2 separate regions of the Mus musculus genome follow, and region 1 is linked to region 2. Evidence: chromatin contacts called from public promoter capture Hi-C data. All regions are on one chromosome and are shown on one strand. Each heading gives the region's core, a stretch centred on a gene start, on an enhancer-like site or on the middle of the called end of the contact. The rest is flanking DNA. Distances are from core to core; before and after follow the strand shown. Region 1 holds the start of Cnot6l (CCR4-NOT transcription complex, subunit 6-like). Region 2 has its middle 53 kb from the start of Cxcl13.

Region 1 (6,354 bases), core at 217-2,716, 150 kb after region 2:
TAACGAGAATCAGTAAGATAGCATCTAAAACTGCTGTAGCGTGCCTTCACTGTGTACAAACAGCTCAGCTAAACTCCTGAACACAATCCGCCTAAACAGTCTAAGCTAAATAAGCCGCCGGTAGGGTTAAGATGACAGCTCCGGGAACTTCCTCTTCCTCACTGACCTCCTCAGTTCTGTGTCCACGCCTTTCCCTCTAGGAGGCAGGATATAAGCCATTTCAAATTCACAAAATTGATCCAATCCCACCAACACCACAGGCCAACAAGGCCAGTTTCCCTTTCTTCCTCTCTGCCTTTCCAGAGTGATTTCCAGGGAAGTGAAAAATCTAACCAACGATAAAGTATCCGCTGCAACAACTGCAACAACAAAGAACGTATTTACTCAAGCCTCTGCTCGCACAGCCTTAAAGGACGGACGGAAAGAGGAGATCCGAACCCCACGAATTCCGAGATTTCCTGTTTTGATTCACTTTCCCTCGGGTTCCCCACGCCAGCCTGGGAAGGCCTGCAGTTAGAACGCCAAAATATGCCTTCCTCTCCCCTTGGGAGACGCGGAGGCGGCACAGGCGACCACGATCCGCGTGTCCCGCCCCCGACCCTCACCTGGCCAGGCCCGGGGCAGCGCCCGGGGCCCGCGCGAGGACGGAGTCCCAGGAGCGTCTGGGGAGGCCACCGGGCGCGAAGACGGTTAGGCCGCGCTGCAGGCCGGCGCGCTTCCTGCCGCGGCCCCGGCCTCGGGAACCGCGGCCCGAGCCCCCGCTGCCCGCCGCCCGCCGCCGTGGGGGCCGCACTGCCTCCCGCGTCCACGGCGTGGGTTCCCGCCGAGCCGTTCTCACCTGTGAGGCTCTGAGCCCCGGCCTCGAAGCGGAAGGACCTCGACGCTCTGGGGTCCCCGACTCCGTCCCCCTCCCCACACGCACACGGCCTGGAACCCGCGCCCCCTGAGGCGACGCGGGCCGGCTCCCGCCGCCCGACACACACACACGCAGACACACACACACGCGACACACACGCACACCCACTCGCCGCGGGGCCGCCTCCCGCCCGCCAAAGTCCCAACTCACACACCCACACACGTTCGTCCCTCGCCCACCTCACTTCCCCGGGGAGACGCGCTCCCCCTCGCTCCACTCCCGGTCCGACTCCGAGGCACGGAAACACTCTACCTCATTCTCCTCCGCGGGCCCTGAACGAGCACCAGCAGCCATTTCCCCGCGGCTGGGGAAACACACACACACAAACACGCGCGCGCGCACCAGGGCCCCACAGATGCTCCCCTCCAGACCTCAGACGCAAACACAAACACCCACGCCCGCCCGCTCACCCCGAGGGGCCGCGGCGGCGGCGGGAGGCCGGGCCCCGGAAGGCGAGCGCGCAGGGCCGGGAGTCGAGGCCCGCGCCCCCTCCTCACCTGCATTCAGCGCGCCAGGGTCCGGACGGCGGCGACGGCGGCGGCGGCGGGGCGGCTGCTGCTGGGGCTGCGGCGGCGGGGGAGGCGGCGGCGGCGGTGGCGGCGGGGCTGAGGGCAGTAAAGACATGCAGGCAGCCCGCCGGGGGGAGAGGCACCGGCCGGAGGGGACGCGGGGCGGGCGGGCCGGGCCGGGCCGCCTGAGGAACCACCGAGGCGGCGGAGGGCGGCCGAAGGGAGCGCAGAGCAGACGGATCGGGGGGCGGGGAGGGGGGACGCGGGCCGCGCCGCGCAGGACCGGGGCGACCGGGGCGCGTAGGAGAGGGCCCGCGGTCGCCGGAGACGCCGCTGCGAAAGCCTCGCGGAGCCCGCCCTTGGCCTTGGCCTCCTGGCGCTGAGGCTGCCGCCGCCGCGGGGGTCGATGCCGAGCCGGGTCGCTGCCGAGGCCGGGGCCGAGGAGAGAGAAAAAGAGAGGGAGAAGAGAGAGAGAGAGACGCGAGCTTTCGATGCCTTCGCTCTAATTCACACACGCTCACAACCCCGAGGGCCGGGGAGAGAAGTCCAGGCGCTATCGCTTTAGAGATTAATAACAAGGTGCAGAGAGTGCGAGGAGGAGGAGGAGGAGAGTTGATTGACGTGGAGGGGCTGGCGGGAGTCAGTCACTCCCCGGCGCCGAGGGGTGGGGTGAGGGGAAGGGGGCGGGGCCCCGGCGCGCCGCGCTTCGGGAGTTGCGCGTGCGCGCGGGACGGCCAAGCGCCTGGCTCGCTTCTTACCGTCGCCCTCGCTGGTGTTTTGGGAAAAAAAAAAAAACTGCTTTATTAGATTGAGTGGAGGGTAGAAGCCGAGAAGACTCGTACGATTAGCAGAACCTAGGTGCTGATGCTGGGGATGGGGAAGGGACACGCGGGTGCTTGCACTGTTTCCTGACGCTGGCCCACGCAGGCCCACAGCAGAGCTCAGGGCATTCTGGGTGGTTAATTAAGGAGACCTCAGGTGAGGTGGAACGACCCAAGGAAATGTTTTCTGACGTCCTCAGTGGGTTTCTTGACTTCTTCTTCTTCTTTTTAAAAACAGCATGTGTAAATTGCATGGCGGGAGGTGGGTTTAAAAGCCTATGACGCTCTGCGATAACCCCGTCCTATTTTTAATCCTCTCTCGCGATAAAATTGTATTTGGCAGTTTGCGGCGGTTACGGAGTGAAAACATTTAAGTGTAAACTGGAAATATTATTGGTTACCGTGTGAATGGAGCTTGCTATTTTAAGTCCGGAGGATTTTACTTGTGCCACCTGAAGCTTCTTCCAACAAAGCTAGAAGCAAATTGCATGTGCTCTGCAAGGCAGAGTGCTGCCTTGGATTTTGCACTTTTCCGTCTCTCCCGGCGCATGGCTCTGTGCTGGGTATTTACCGACGCCGGTCCAGAGTCGATTCAATATGTTTTATTCTCAAATATATGTTGTTTTCAGCACTCTTAAGGCACCGTGTTGGTTGCCTTTTTCTCAGGCCTTGTTATTGAATGTTTAAAGCCTTTATCTTTTGAGAGAAGAAGGGGGTGCAATTATAAATGCAAATTATTTATGGAGAACTGAACTGCATTTTCTTCTTGTTACCAGGAAGTGTGAATGAGTGAAAAAGCCCCTCTGGGTCAAAAAAAAAAAAAAAAAAAAAAAAAAAACCTACCAGCTACCTTTTTTCCATCCTGGTTCAGTTTCTATTTCCTACTAGCAACTTCTCCCCCCCCCCTCCTCCCCACCCCCATACACACACACACACACACACCAACAGCAACACTTTATGTAAGAGGTGTTAAGATGGCCTTAATCATGCAAGAAGTCTATTCAATCCCAACTGGTTTAGTCCAACCTGACAAGATACTAATAGTAATTAGTAATCTTTGGCTTTGTAAACAACAAAGCCAAACAACAAAGCCAACAAGTTACCCCAGGAGGCCAGAATAGTGAACCTGCCTGTATAGCACCTGACTAAGTAAATTTCTTGACACATACTCCCAAAATAGAAAGACTAGCAAATGTTGCAAAGGGGGAAAATAAAGACTTCAGAATTTAAGTCAGATAAGTGTGATACTTACATGTCTCACATGTCTCCAAATGCCTGTAGGTAGCTTTCTAGGTCCTGCACAGTAAGCACACATACATGCCAGTTGTGTTGTGTTCTTTCCCAGCACGGGAAAGACAGTCAAGCCGCTACAGTCCTCACGCCTGTGGACTGCACAGTGCTTGCAGAGGAAGCTGACACATAAACAGGAAGTTCTCAGAGAAGGAGCCAAAAATGAAAGGTGACACAAATCAGATGAACAATGCCTAGAAGGACAGATGGAAATCGCTGGCGGTTTTTTTTACCTCAGCCATCTGATACTCCCCACCATCTACTGCCTAATAACAGGAAGACAGAGAGCAGCTGCAGATAGAAAGAGTACTGACAAATGATGAGGCTTGCTGGTCTTGAGGCCCAGATTTACAGGGTCAGTGTTCACTGCTGGTGTCTTAAGTTTTAAGTAGTAAATGTTTCCCAGTCATTGAAGACAGGGGAGGGGTAATTAGAACATTTAGAATAAGGAATGTGGATGTTTATAAAAAAGCTCAATAGGGTGGGGGTGGGGGGTGTTCTGTAGAGATGCTCAGTGGTTAAGAGCTAAGTGGCTAAGTGGCTGTTCTTTCAGAGGCTCTGTTTAATACCCAGCTCACAACCATCCCTAACTTCAGTTCTAGGAGATCTAATATCCTTTCCTGACTTCTCTGGGCACCAGTTTGTATCTCCTTGATGACTACTCATCTTTATCTGGATGGATACACTAACTTTCTAGAATTGATCATTACAACAATGTACACATTTAGAGAAATATGTTCTGTAAATAAGTACAACTATACATCAGTGGGTTGAAGAGAAACTTATCCTTTTAAAGAGGTGACTTGGAGCTGCAGACACAGGGCTCAGTCATTAAGAATCCTGCCTACACTTGTTCCTGCCACCCACAGCAGGCATCTCACAAATGCCTGTCACTCAAGCTCCAGGAGATTCAACACCCTCTTCTGGCCCCCAAGGGTACCCACACACACATGGCAAGCATACACAGAACCAAACACATAAATAAATAAAAATAAATCTTAAAAAAATATTAGTAAGATCGTTCAATGCATTTTATCCCATCTCATGAATATGAACAACTATAACTTGGTCTGGAATGTAGTTCATTGGCTTATCATTCTGTAGTACACACAATGCCCTAGTTTTGATCCCCAGCACCATAAATACATGAGCCAAAAACTTTAACTCTGAAATAGTGTCCTTGATGATAGTTCAGCCAGTAAAGTGCTCGAATTGCAAGAAAGAAGGCTCGAGTTTGATCCTGCAGAACCCACAAAAAAAGCTGAGTGTGGGGACACATCCTCATAGAGCCAAGAGTAACTGGAAGGTAGGCAGATCCCTGGGACTCACTGGCCAGCCGACTTAGCCTCCTTGGTGAGTTCCTGGGGCAGTAACATACCCTATCTCAAAAATAAGCGCAAAACAAGCAAAAAAGGCGAAACAAAGCAGCTAGAACCTCAGAAACAACAGCTAAAGTGTCCTGGTGGCCCCACACACATATCACACATGTGCTCATGGCCACTCATATACAAACATAGCACATAAATGTACACAGATACACATTGAGATCATCTGTATTGGTTTTACTTTCCAGGTCTCCCTATAGGACCTCTAAACTACATTTCTATTACCTGACATATTCTACATCTCACTGAACTACATTTTCTATGCTCTTGTCCTCGATATCACCCCCTCTCCTTTCTCTATTTATATATTTTTTGTTGTTTTGTTTTTATTGCGGGTTTTATGTTTGTTTGCATGTGTTCATTTCCTGCCAGTATCAACTTGCACGTGTCTGTGGTGCACCTGTATATGTGTATTTGGAAGTTAAAGTACAACCTCAACATCAGGTGTCAGTCATTCCTCAATAGCTATGCACCTAATCTGTTTGATTGTTTTTGAAGGTTTGGCTTCTAGGTATTTTCTCGTTAATGGTTGGTTGGTTGGCTAGTTGTTTGGTTGGTTAGTTGGTTGGATTTTTTTGAACTGTACCTCACCAAGTAGGCTAAGCTAACAGACAAGCAAGCCCAAGAGATACACCTATCTATCCCTCTCAAGTGCTGGGATAACAAAAATGCACTACCACAGCTGACATACTTTTTCTTTCATTAAAAATAGAGTTCTTTACCAATACAATATATCCTGGTTATGGTTTCCCCTTTCTCCCCGAACTCCTCCCAGTTCGTCCTCAGACACTGACACTTTTAACATGGGTTCTGGGTGGTTGTTTTGAAATAGAATCTAGTGACCCCAGGCTGGCCTTGAACTTACTATGTAGTAAAGATGAGCTTGAGCTTCTGATCATCCTGCTTCCCAATGCATTGATTACAGGACTGGACTCTCAGGCCTGATTTTATGTGGTGCTAACCACATAGTCAAACCAAGCAAGGATTTGGTGCATGCTAAGCAAGCACTCTGCCAACCAGGCTATTCTTCAAGCCACTGGGGTTTGTTGTTGTTTGCTTGTTTGTTTGTGAGCCAAGGTCTCACATTATGGTGCATGGTGGCCTTCTGTGCAGCTCAGGCTAACCTGGAACTTGTGGCAATTCTCCTACCCCACCCTCCCAAGGATTCAGATTACAACCATGCACCATACTGAGCTGCTTCTTATTTTATTACTTGAAGGTGCCAACTGCCATCGGTACAACATCCAAGATTGGTGACTTAATGCTTCTTCTCCTGGCCTTTCCACTCTTTCCATTGCCCTTGCCCTTGTTCCTGTCTCCAGATTGGCTGTGGATTTCACCAAAAATTAAACAACTGTCTTGGTGTGTTAGTTACTTTGCTTGTTGCTTTGACAAAATATCTGACAAGCAGCAATTAAGGGAGGAGGAGGAGG
Region 2 (5,755 bases), core at 780-3,279:
CTATTAATTGTGTTTTCTTTGTTCAAATACAAAAGGGATACAATTTCTTTTGTGGAGCTGTTATTTTATTTTGTATTACTTTTGAGACAAAAATTCATGCAGCTCAGGTGTCCTCAAACTTTCTATGTAGCTGAAGATGACCTTGAATTTCTGATCCTTTCTACATAGTGCTAGGATCATAAGCATGCTTTAAAAGTACTGAGTATAGAACCCAGTGTTCTGTGTATACTAGATGTGATTTTTTGAATGAGAATGGTCCCTCACATTTGAACATTTGGCTCCCAACTAGTGGCACAATTTGTGGAGGTCTAAGAGTTGTGGCCTTGCTGGAGAAAACGCATCAATGGGGACCAGCTTTGAGCTTTCCAAATCTTCGTGCAATTCCCAGTTTGCTCTTTCTGTTTCCTGCTTGCCATCAAGATGTGAGTGCACAGCTCCTGCTCTTGCCACCATCCTTGCCACTTCCCTGCCATTGTGTACTCATCCTCTAGAACCATGAGCCCAAATAAAGTCCTTCTTCTATGTTACCTTGGTCATGGTGGTGTATCGAAGAAACAGGGAAGTAACGGATGCACAAGCAAATACTCTACCAACAGAGCTACATGCCCAGCCCCCAAAGGGAAATGATGAATAGGCACTATTTTAAAGATCTGAAACTACCAGGATTTTATAAATTTGTCCTAAGAATTAGGTGATTATCAGGCATAAGTCCATCTACAAGGAGTCTTATTAGTATTATCTGCAGAAATAGTGGTACCTTCAAGAACATTCAATACAATTAAGAGTGTTGCCTTTTAAAGATATGGGGAGGGGCTAGAGAGATGGCTAAGAAGATAAGAGCACTGGATGCTCTTCCGGATGACCCGAGTTCAATTCCCAGGACCCACGTGGCAGCTTACAACTGTCTATAACTCCTGTTCCAAGGATCTGAAACCCTCATATAGACATACATGCAATACCAATTACATAAAATAAACATAAATAAATTAAAAATATTGGGAGTATTGTAGAAAATATTTCAATCCCAGCCCTGGGGCTTCTACCTCACCTTGATCATTGAGTTCCTGGATTTAAAACACACACACACACACACACACACACACACACACACACACACACACACTCAGCCTTTATATTTACAATAAGTCTTAATCAACACAAGCATTGGGCAGCTGCCTACCCTCCATGCTGCTGGAATCTCCTTTCCAATCGATAACCCCAGGTTAATATTTACTATTTCCTATGCTCCATCTGGGCTGCTCTTAACTCCAACTGAGCAACTTTCAGGGCCATGTTCTCTTGACCCTTAACCCATCGTGGCTTCTCCTTCCTCCTCTCCGGCACATTCTTCGCCTTCCTCTCAAGCTTGCAAAGCCTAAACCCCGCCTATGTCTCTTCTGCACAGTTATTGACATCTTTATTCACCAATTAGAATTAGCTTGGGGGCAGGGTCACAGGGGCTCCGTGCTGACTCCATCCACCCCTGCACTTAGCATTACAGTAAAAGACAAAACTTCAACGAGGGGAGCTTATCTCTAAAAATCCAATGACTTCATAGGAAAGACTTTGAGAGAGGTGGAGACAGGCCCCACTTGCATCCTGCTTTGGAAGCAGGAAGGCAGAAGAGTGGATTCCTTGTCTACAGCTGCCCCACACAGAACCTTATAGCTAGTAAGTGTGACCACTACAACTGGAGGATGACTCAAAAGGAGCAAGATGAAGTGGACAAGGCAGGTACAGAAGAACAAGGTGGTGACAGAAACATACATGACACATAGCAGGAGAGATCTTTGAGGGGCTGTATAGATGTAGACTTTTAGCGAATGGAAAAAATATTTACAGAAAATAAATGTGAAAACCTCTGTACAGTAGGCTATGTAAGCTCTCTAAGTAGAAGTCTGTAGTGTCCTACAAAGCAGGCACCTGGAGCCATAGTTATGTTTTATTTACTAGGACTCTGGGCAGAAGCTTGGCCACCAGGGCCTGGCACCTGTTCAGAATATTGGTGGATAAACACTTTGTCCAGGTGCAAATTAATTTTAGTCTCTTGTTTGCTTTTCCAAGTCATCAGAACCTGGCACTATGTCCTGAGTACCTCCTGTGTACAGTTTAAAACAGCAAGTTGAGCACTGTAAGTAGAAGGAGCTCTACAGTCAAATATGTTCAGGTAGTACAGGGCTTTTAATATGAACGTCTTGCTGCAGAATTTCTTGGAGGCTTCACTATGCAAATGTGTACTCTGAATTCTCAAGAGGGTACAACATGTCACATCACTCAGATGTGACCACAGGATCCTTGTTTTTGAAGCATCTCAGGATAGTGATACACCATTTGGACAAATGCTGGGAAATATTTGGAGATGCATTGCCTGGCTTTGTTTTAGAATAGGGTCTTAATGCTCAAGCTCAAAGGCATTATTTTTCAGCTGTAATCAAGTGGCATATTCTAAGTGTGTTATTCACCACATCACAGTCTAGAAGCAGCTGGTCAAACCATCAAGCTGCTAATTGTCCTGTGTGTCAAACTACATGATAATATCCAATTAAGTGATTTATTCCAAAGCTGCTTGCCTTTCCCTCTTTAGAAGTACTTCATATGCTTGGACCCATTGTCCTAAGAGCATGGGTCCTCCATGAGGATAACTATCTATCTTCCTATTTCTTTACCCATCATGCAAAGCACATACACGGTACAACCTGAGATGGATAAATGCAGATTCAGTATGTGTACTCACAGAGAGAATGCAGCAAAAGCAGGTTGAAATGACCTGTACATTGCGATGTGTTTGACACTGGGTAGTTTTATGCTTTTATTACCATTTCCCTAAGCACACATGCATCATTTTCCTCTGTACTTTTGCCAGCAGTTAAGTATTTCCTGGAAGGACAATGGGACAATGAATCAAAGCCACCATGAAGTATTTTCCTGTTTGTACCAACTTAAAGGCTTCATCGTTGACGAACAGCTTAAGGTAGCCTTAACTAGTCCAGTGTTTTGTTCTTGCTCAGTGTGTTCATTGATTGGCCAAGGTTTCAACAGCTCCAGTTTCACTGCCATATATTTCTAAAATAAAACCTTTTTTTCAGATGTCTTTGATTTTTGCAAGCTAAGAAAACTTTCCCTGTTACCCAATTCTAAAAGTGTTGGGAAGGTAAACTCTTATCATACTCTTATATATGAAGGACCTTAGTCCAATGGTATTTTGCCAAGTAAACAATTTACATTCTATTATTTCCACTGGAAAGTCCCTTTTCCAAATTGAAGAATTTCTCAGAAAAAAAAAAAAGAAGAAGAAGAAGAACAGTTACGGATCATAGAAATCCCAAGTTCTTCCTATCATGATTCTGGGGTTTTCAAACAGAATAATAGGGCTGTTATTTGCAGGGCCAAATTGAAGGCACTGATACATCAAATTTACAACAGAAACATCAGGACTAAGTGATCCTGTCAATAGCTTTATTGTTTCTGCTTCTTGCCTGCTCCTGTCATCTCTGCCATATTCCCTAGACCTTGCTCTTGTGGTCCCATCACCCTTATTTATGTCCTGCGACCTTTAGCTTTCTTTGTTTCTATTTATCCATGTCTCTGATAGGCTTCTTTCATTATGTCTTGTGGGGTTTGTTTTAACTCTATAACTATACACATGCTTCCTCTTTCTTCTCAACTCTCTCATTAATGATTTTCCCTACCCCTAATGAAACTCAACAGCAAACCAAGCAGTATAAATGGCATGACGCTTACTGAAGTTCCAGACAGCCATTCCCAAACTCTCAACAATCCCATGGTGTCCATTCGCCCTCATATTTCTTGATGTCAATTGTAGAAACACACACACACACACACACACACAGGCACACACACACACGAACACAGACACATTCATGTGAATGTACATACCTTCCTTGATGTCAAGCATATTTACACACACACACACCCAGAGAGAGAGAGAGAGAGAGAGAGAGAGAGAGAGAGAGAGAGAGAGAGAGAGAGAAAGAGAAAGAAAGAGAGAGAGAGGGGTGTCTAGGAACCGTACTTGGCCAAACTAGTTACGTTTTGTAGGAGTGACATGAACTAGTTTAATGCTTATTTTTATACAAAGGCCTCTGATTCCATAATTCTTATCCAGTTTTTCCATTCCTGGATGGAATTCAGGCATATCCCAGGTGTGTGTGCAAGGCAGGGGTGCACATGTGCATGTGCAGTCCAGAGATCAATGATGAATGTCTTCCTCTACCACTCTGCACTTCATTCTTTCTTTTTATTTTTTTAAAGACAGACTTTCATGCTGCTGAACCTGGAGCCTCCAATGTGGCAAGACCAGCTGACCACCAGGCTTCAGGGGCCCACCCTCCTCCACCTCTCCAATGTTAGGATGTGCCTGTGGGGATCTGAGGTCAGGGCCTCACATTTGTAAATGGACACTTGATTGAGCCATCTCCCCAGCTTTTTTGTTTATTTATCTGTTTTACTTTTAGTTATGTCCAGGTATTACTGAATAATTGCATCTTTGGTTCATTAAATAGTTCAGTTAAATTTAGTGAAAAACTTAATTTTCTGTATCCATGCATGTTTTGGACAACTTCCCTCTACCTCCTTCTTTAACTGATCAATTAGTCACTTAGGGAAAGCAAGAGAAAAGTAGAAAATTCAAGTGCCAGGATACTGCTACCATAAAATCCCTATGTGGTCTGCTCAATTTCTGGTTAGTTTCCACTTTAGTACTTTTTTGAGATTTTTTTTAGAAGACCTGGCTGCAATCTTGTAGCAAGTATTATTGCCTGACCGGGCACACAGGATGTGGTTCTCAGTGCCAGAATTCTGCTCACCTCCCTCTGACCTTCTCATCACTCCTAATCAGCCCATATGTTAATCTTTAAATAATTGAATTAAATTGGACAAAGGGTTTGTATAACTACTTCCAGAACCAGAGATCTACAACTGGAGAGTAAGCACAGAGACCGATGTTCAACTCTGACATTTAAAGGGCAATGCAAGTCAAAAGTATAACCAGGTACATACAGCCAACCACTCGGATGGATACATTATATATGTATAGATAAAGACAGACAAAATAACAAGTGTTGACAAAGACACAAAGCAGCAATTGACAAAGACACTATCAGTGGCTACAATGTGCATGGGTGGTAGGCAGGTATATCAACAGAACGCAACTTTGAAACCGTCTGGCATCTCCTAAAAGGAAGGACCCTGAGTGATGTTCCTTACACTGACCCCAAAGTTGCCCTCTCAGGTAGACTCCAAAGAGAACCGAAAATAGATGTTCAAAACAAAACCCACATTCCAAGAGCGCCTACCTCAAGGAGATTATGTCCACGTGGCACTATAATAAGCACAATGTGAGGTTTTGTTATTTCATCATAAACGTAACCAAGCACTGATGCTACAACATGGATAAACACATAAAGCATTATGCTAAGGTAAAGAAGCCAGGCCAAACAAAGTCAGTGTATTATATAATTCCATTTCTGTAAAGTTCAGAATAGGTAAACACAAAGATAGAACACAAGAGGAGAGGCGACTGAAGGGGGGCGGAGACTGACTAATGGATACAGGGTCATTTTAGGGAGAGATGAACATGTTCTCCAAGTGCATCGTGGTGGTGGATCCACAGCTGTGAGTACACTGAGTTCCTCTGAATCTTGTAAACTTTCAGAGGGTGACTTTTATGCAGTGTGAGTTCTATATCAATAAAGCTATAAAAAAATGATGTAAGAGGGGAAATCCAGCAAGAGGG

What was found. Promoter capture Hi-C pulls out the DNA fragments that hold promoters and counts their contacts.
Region 1: a promoter capture Hi-C map of liver shows a contact between it and region 2. The contact joins the promoter of Cnot6l here to the enhancer-like site in region 2. A contact is called at or near these places in 2 of 39 promoter capture datasets (both in liver), 1 of 484 Hi-C or Micro-C datasets (liver), 2 of 115 datasets of contacts at active chromatin or transcription factors (bone marrow-derived macrophages and pancreatic cancer cells) and 1 of 9 other capture datasets (pancreatic islet).

What each region holds. Positions count from the first base shown.
Region 1 is chr5:96,160,524-96,166,877 of GRCm38.p6, forward strand. It overlaps Cnot6l (CCR4-NOT transcription complex, subunit 6-like), which reads right to left and starts at 1,467. Exons shown (of 12, transcript NM_144910.2): 1 at 1,414-1,467. Gm52799 reads left to right here and starts at 1,272. Exons shown (of 2, transcript XM_030254979.1): 1 at 1,272-1,368; 2 at 1,616-3,423. The coding sequence starts at 1,272. The coding sequence ends at 2,232.
Region 2 is chr5:96,007,247-96,013,001 of GRCm38.p6, forward strand. No RefSeq gene overlaps it. Among named protein-coding and RNA genes, the nearest start is that of Cxcl13, 53 kb to the left of the region's middle. Within about 2 kb of position 2,030, at least 15 of the 459 cell types and tissues checked have an H3K27ac peak or open chromatin away from gene starts, as enhancers often do. A contact at or near this core is called in liver and pancreatic islet, where this site is marked.